Linked DNA regions of Mus musculus: region 2 is linked to region 1. A link is a contact called in public promoter capture Hi-C data. All regions are on one chromosome and are shown on one strand. Each heading gives the region's core, a stretch centred on a gene start, on an enhancer-like site or on the middle of the called end of the contact. The rest is flanking DNA. Distances are from core to core; before and after follow the strand shown.

What was found. Promoter capture Hi-C pulls out the DNA fragments that hold promoters and counts their contacts.
Region 2: a promoter capture Hi-C map of the HPC-7 cell line shows a contact between it and region 1. The contact joins the promoter of Xkr7 here to the enhancer-like site in region 1. A contact is called at or near these places in 12 of 39 promoter capture datasets (the 3T3-L1 cell line, the C10 cell line, the HPC-7 cell line and 9 more), 3 of 15 datasets of contacts at CTCF or cohesin (the NIH/3T3 cell line, large pre-B cells and pro-B cells), 24 of 484 Hi-C or Micro-C datasets (3T3-L1-derived adipocytes, the C10 cell line, the G1E-ER4 cell line and 15 more), 8 of 115 datasets of contacts at active chromatin or transcription factors (the HPC-7 cell line, VIP interneurons, embryonic forebrain and 3 more) and 4 of 9 other capture datasets (adipose tissue, embryonic stem cells, liver and 1 more).

What each region holds. Positions count from the first base shown.
Region 1 is chr2:153,145,917-153,149,035 of GRCm38.p6, forward strand. Hck (hemopoietic cell kinase) reads left to right here. Exons shown (of 13, transcript NM_010407.4): 12 at 3,031-3,119. Among named protein-coding and RNA genes, the nearest start is that of Tm9sf4, 14 kb to the right of the region's middle. Within about 2 kb of position 1,510, at least 36 of the 459 cell types and tissues checked have an H3K27ac peak or open chromatin away from gene starts, as enhancers often do. A contact at or near this core is called in the HPC-7 cell line, bone marrow-derived macrophages and granulocyte-monocyte progenitors, where this site is marked.
Region 2 is chr2:153,030,247-153,033,299 of GRCm38.p6, forward strand. Xkr7 (X-linked Kx blood group related 7) reads left to right here and starts at 1,606. Exons shown (of 3, transcript NM_001011732.1): 1 at 1,606-2,352. The coding sequence starts at 1,769.

The DNA.
Region 1 (3,119 bases), core at 260-2,759:
TTAGCTGGGTCTAGAAGTGCAGGCTTGTAATGTAGGCTACTCTGGAGACATATCACAAGTTCAAGGTCTGCCAGGGTAGTTACTGACCCTGTCTCAAAATAAAAAGTAAAGGGGCTGTGGTTCTGTGGCAGAACACTTGCCTGACATGTGTATGGTACTAGACTCAGTCTCCAGTAACACACACACACACACACACACACACACACACACACACACACACACACACCATTGGATATGTTATGATTTGATGTTTAAACTAGGTACAAAAAAATAAAATGAAAAGTTGGATATATAATCTAAATCTGTAAAGAATAAGTGGGATATGGAGAGAACTCTCTAGATGTGGCTGAGGATGTGGCTTGGTGGCAGAGTGCCTACCAGGCATGCTCAAGATCTGGGTTTGAGCCTTAGTACCACATAAAAGAGAAGTATGACATAAAGAAAATGGCTGACTTAGAGTTGGGCTGTGAATCGCAGCATGCAGGAGGATACCATGGAGCCAACCCGGGATATGGAGACCCTGTCTCTCAAAAGGAAAGGAGAGTCTGGAGAGATGGCTCTGTGGTTAAGAGCACTTGCTGCTCTTGCAGAGGACCTGGGTCCTGGCACTCATATGTCGGCTCCCAATCATCTAATCCTAGTTCCATGGTTCCAATACCCTCTTTTGGATGCTGAGGGCACCAGACATGCATGTGGTACACATACATATATGCAGGCAAAATGCCCCTACATGTAAAATAAGTCATTTCAGGACCAGTTTTTTAAAAGAAAAGGAGTGGCAAATTGGCTGAGTGAAAGTGCCTGCTGCCAAGCTTGAGGTCCTGAGTTCAAGCCCCAGGATCCATGTAGTGGAAGGAAAGCACTGACTCCTGCTGGAGGCGTCCTCAAACCCTGACAAAAACTGACACTCCCACCCCTAGCAGCCACAACTGCTCAGCTAGGGGTGGGACTTCAGAGGCCAACTTCTCATCTCTGCTGGGATTTTGTCCAGTTGATCTTGTGCTGGTTTTGTGCAGGCAGACATAGCTTCTTCGAGGTCTGGTGTGTTATGGTCCTGTCATCCAGAAAATCCTCTTTTACAGCATTCCTCCACTGTCTATGGCTTTACAATCTCTCTACTGCCTCTTTCTGGATGATCTCTGAGCCTGGGAAGGGTGTGTGTGTGTGTGAGAGAGATGTGGATATTTCCTTTAGGGTTGAGACTTGTCAATACTTAATCACTTACTCGGCCATAATACAAGCGTCGCCGAATTCCAAAGAACATGCAGATGGTCTCTTAACTTAGCGGTTGCTTGGTATATGGTTTTAAAAATAGCTTTATGGGACACCTAAAAGCACTAGCATTTTCATCATACAAAGGGGCTAGCTTTAGGTGCTCAGGCCTGCGCTGGGACTTTAACCATCTTCTACCACAGTAACAAGAAAAGTGAATTAGGGAACAAAACAGACCCGGCCGAGCTGATGTGTCATCACCACTGCCAGGAAGTTGAAAAGACAGGGAGCATGAATTCAAATTAGCATCATGTGACAGGGGCCTCACATTAAGAGAGTAGCACAGGGGGAAAGCCTCCATTGCTAGTGTCAGCAGTGACACTGGCATCTTTCCACTTAGGATCCAACCCTAAGTGGAGGCAACAACAGAGTCAACATGGCAGTTTGGAGTGGAGCAAGAGTCCAGGGCTAAGTGTCCTCAGGCATCCCTAGGACTGGCCTTCCTCTGGTGCTGCTACTTTTGTGATGAAGCCAGTCAGGTTTATGTCCAGCTCTGAAAGGCTCCCAGGCTTATGGCTGTTTAGGGGGATATGTGCCTTATGGACATTAAGCCACTGGAGACGGTGGTCTAGCCTCTCTAGCCATGAAACCAAATGTCCCACTGAAGTCTTTGAAATGGAACTGCTTGCAGCCTTCTAGCTCCTTCCGCCCTACAGCCCTGCAGTTTGGCAACTGCTGTTCCTGCCCCTCAGCACTCAGCCTGTTTTCTGCCTGCCGTGATAAGGCATGGACAGGAGGTGGCAGCAGAGAGTGATTGAGAGCCTGGTCATTTATCTCCAGTGTTCTGATGGTACAGACATAGTTGCATTGAGAAGAAATGATACAAAGGTGGGCATGGTGGTACATGCCTCCAGTCTAGACACTAGGGAAGTGGGCAGAAAGACCAGGAAATCAAGGCCATCCTATCTAGGCTATGTAGTGAATTGAGAGCCTGTCTCATAAAAATGAGTGAGTGAGTGAGTGACTGAGTGACTGAGTGAGTGACTGAGTGAATGAATGCATGAATATGCTCTCCCTTTGGATTTTGATCTCTTTCCATGTCTATTAATATACTGTCCTCCCTCATGATGCTGAGCCAGGGCAGTGAGCTACAGCTCTGATTTAGCCAAGAGATCACCAGAAGAAACAAAAAAAGAAGCCATGATATGCAGTTGCTGAACTACAGTGTTCAGTAACTAAGTGTTCGAGGCATTTTTGACTTCTGCATTTTGCCTTACAGTGAGTGTATCGTAATCCTGAATCAAGGGGCAGTTATATATCCTATAGACCATGTTCACCAATTATACTTTAATTAAGACAAACACCCACAGACTGCTCATCAAATCCATTCTAGAGGGAGGAAGGGAAGAATAGGAAGGAAGGGACACTCTGACTAGGGCAAACCTCAGACGACAGCTGAAGTCCTCTCCTGCACGCCATAGCTGGGGAGTGGATGGGGTGAGGTATCAGCTGTGACCTAGACTCAAGCCCCCCGGAGATCACTTATCCCCAAAGACCTCTGGGTCTCCACTTATCAGCGTTAACATTTAACAGGCAGCAACTGAATCAAGGATGTAGCCCCCAGAGTGAGCTCCCACATTATATCCACTCCTCTTTGATCCAGTGTCTGTCCTCAAGACAAATGTCCCTTGGTAACATGGGTAACACATTGCAAGGAAATCGCTATTTGTAGAGGGCATGATTCCCCTCACCCTAGCAGAGCCCCAGCCCTCATTGCTCCTCAGTCTCACCGTGACTCTGCTCTGCTCAACCCTGCAGGAGCCAAGTTCCCCATCAAGTGGACAGCTCCTGAAGCCATCAACTTTGGTTCCTTCACCATCAAGTCAGATGTCTGGTCCTTTGGTATC
Region 2 (3,053 bases), core at 356-2,855, 120 kb before region 1:
AGGCTTCCATTTAGTTAGGACCCAGAGGTGGGATCCTATCTTTGCGGGTCCCATCCGAGCAAGCACCTGTGAAGTCATCGATACAGACCTCTAAGGACTAACAATGGGGTGTCAGGAGCCAGGCCGACTCTCTGACCCCACTTAAGGTTCTATATATATTAGATTGGCTTCTTTAGGAGTGATGAGTCTTTCTGACTGAAACCTCTAGCCTCCTGACAGCCTAAACATGGGCTGCTGGCCTCCAATCCACCTTGGAAAACTCCCTTAGCCCTTAACACCTCCCCTCTGCTTTTAGCTTTAGGCAACAGCTGGTACCCCAACCTCCCAAGCATCACTGAGACCAAAACGGTCCCTGGACACGAAAGGGAAGCCAGGCTGCAGGACAGCAGATGGCTGCTCCACCCAGCCCAGGGCAGCTGTCTCTTCTATCTTCCCTGTCACTCTGAGGCAGGGTGGTCCTTCCACCTCACTTCCTCCCCTCCTCACTCTTCCTCACTCCCTTGAGTTTTCAAAGCCTATTCGAGAGCCACGTTTGAATTTGTTTCTAACACTATGTGATTTTAAGCCACTAAATGTATCTTTTGACTCTATGTTTTCTCATCTATAGAATGGGCAGAACAATATAGACCATATAAATTGTGAGACTAAAATGATTAGCGATTCCTCATTGCTTAGAATAATGACAAAGAAATGGTTCAGTGTCCTAGGATATCCCATCCAAGCCAAGGTGTAGTTGTGTGGGAGTACTCAGGCACATGAGAGACCCCTAGCTCCTCTCATGGACTGTGTTTATAATGTTCCTCTGTTCTCTCCAGTTCCAGGCTGCTGCTTTGTGATCCCTGCTCCACTTTGGCTGCCAAGTCTTCTTGCTAAATCCTGACCTAGCCACCTAACTCCTCAGCTGACATTCTGCAGCAGGTGCCCCCGTTGTCACCTTCTGGCCCTTCAGGGTCCAATCCATCGGAAATCGCCAGTTTTATCGTTCTGCACCCCCACCCCCTCTTCCGGACATCCTAGAAAATGTGGCCTCCAGTGGTGATGGGAGTAGCTGTTTGCACTTGCTCTTTCCTTCCCAAGGGGTTCCCTCCCATCCCTTTCCTCTGCCTTGCCTAATCAGGCTAGTGGCCAGATGAACGCGGTTCCTAAAAGAAAGGTGATCGAGAGACCGAGAGACCGCAACTCAGAGAACCGCAGTTTCTCAGCTTGAAAAAGACAATGAGAAAAGAGATCTCTCAAGATCAAAGGAGGGGATGAAACAATAAGTGAACACGGGGGAACTAGGAAGTGGCGTTGGAAGGAGTGACTGCTAACGGGTTATGGCAGGTGCCCAAGCAGCTGCCCCCACCCCTGTCCTTTTATTCTCAGACCTCGGCCTCCCACCCTCCTGGGACATTGCAAGACCCAAACCACCGGAGGTACCACAGGAGATCAATGGAAAAGGAGAGGATAGGGCGGGGGCAGTCAAAGGGGGAGGCCAGAGGCAGAAAGCATGTGGTTGGGCCCCACGCCTCCGAGGAAGCCATGCGAGGGTGACCTGGGATGCTCTCCCCACCCCGGCCCCCTCCCTTCCCAGGGGGCGGCCCACATCCAGGCCGGAGCCCGGGCGGGGCGGCGCCGGCAAGGATGAATAATTGAGGTAGAGGGGAGGAGGAAGAGGAGCGGCGGAGGAAGAGCGGGAGGCGGGAGCCGCCCGCGCAGGGTCCTCCCCACTCCGCACCCCACCCGCTCCGCCGCCCGGAAGTCGCTCCCCGCCTCCTGCTCCGCCAACATGGCCGCGAAGTCGGATGGAGCGGCGGCCGTGGCCGGCCCGGGGCCCGAGGGGCCGGCGGGAGCAGATCGGGGCGGGGCGGGAGGGCGCGGGGAGGCTGCGGCGGGGATCGCGGGCCCGGGACCGGTGGAGGCGGGGTGCCCGGGGCCACGCTACGAGCTGCGGGACTGCTGCTGGGTGCTGTGCGCGCTGCTCGTGTTCTTCTCCGACGGCGCCACCGACCTGTGGCTGGCGGCCTCCTACTACCTGCAGGGTCAGAGCACCTACTTCGGCCTCACCCTGCTCTTCGTGCTGCTGCCCTCACTGGTCGTGCAGCTGCTCAGCTTCCGCTGGTTCGTCTACGACTACTCGGAGCCCGCGGGGACCCCGGGACCCGCCGTCAGCACCAAGGACAGCGACATAGTCGGAGCCGCCATCAGCACCAAGGACAGTGCTGTCGCCTTCCGGACCAAAGAAGGTAGCGCGGAGCTGGTCCCCCGGCCCGCACCATCCTCGGCCGGCACCTACCGCCGCCGCTGCTGCCGCCTCTGCGTCTGGCTACTGCAGACCCTCGTTCACCTCCTGCAACTCGGCCAGGTCTGGAGGTAGGAAAAGAGCAGGTGAAGGAAGCTTGAGTCTGGGAGTGGGATGCCGCCCCAGATCTGCTCTGGCCTTTCTAGCCCGCCCTGCTCCTGTCCTGACCCTCACCCCGACCCACTCCATTGCCGCTCTCATTTCTTTGCAGTCAGCTCCTCACCTCTGCAAAACTCTGTTGGAACCATAGCTTTGATCTGGCTAATGGGGCAAGATGGGGTCAGAGATTCTGAGTGATGTATGCAGAGAACAAGGGGACACTTGGAACAGGACCACAGCGATCCTTCCAGTCCTGACCCTTCCCCCATGTCCAGGTACCAAGCCTCGACTTAGGAAACCACTCAGAAGTCCTCCCTACCACTCACAGGCACTCAGTTTAGAATTGCAGCCCACCCCAACATCCTGGAAAAGGCAGCTAAATGACTATCCCGCCCAAACTTTCTGGTTTTGTAGAGAAAGGGCCTGGGGTGAACCCAATTCAGCACTGGTTAGCTCCTACTTCCTAAGGAGCTCCACAGTGCCGTCCCATCCCCCAAAAGGGACCAAGGAGATTTGGAATCTTGACTCTGACACTAGATGGCTACTGGCTGACCCTTAGTCTTCAGACCGGATGCTGAGGCTTCATTCAAACTGTTCACTTGCAGGCTTCATCCTTTGCCAGCAAGTAGGGTGCCTGCTGGGCTGAGGTAATTGGAGAGAGGGGGAATTCTAA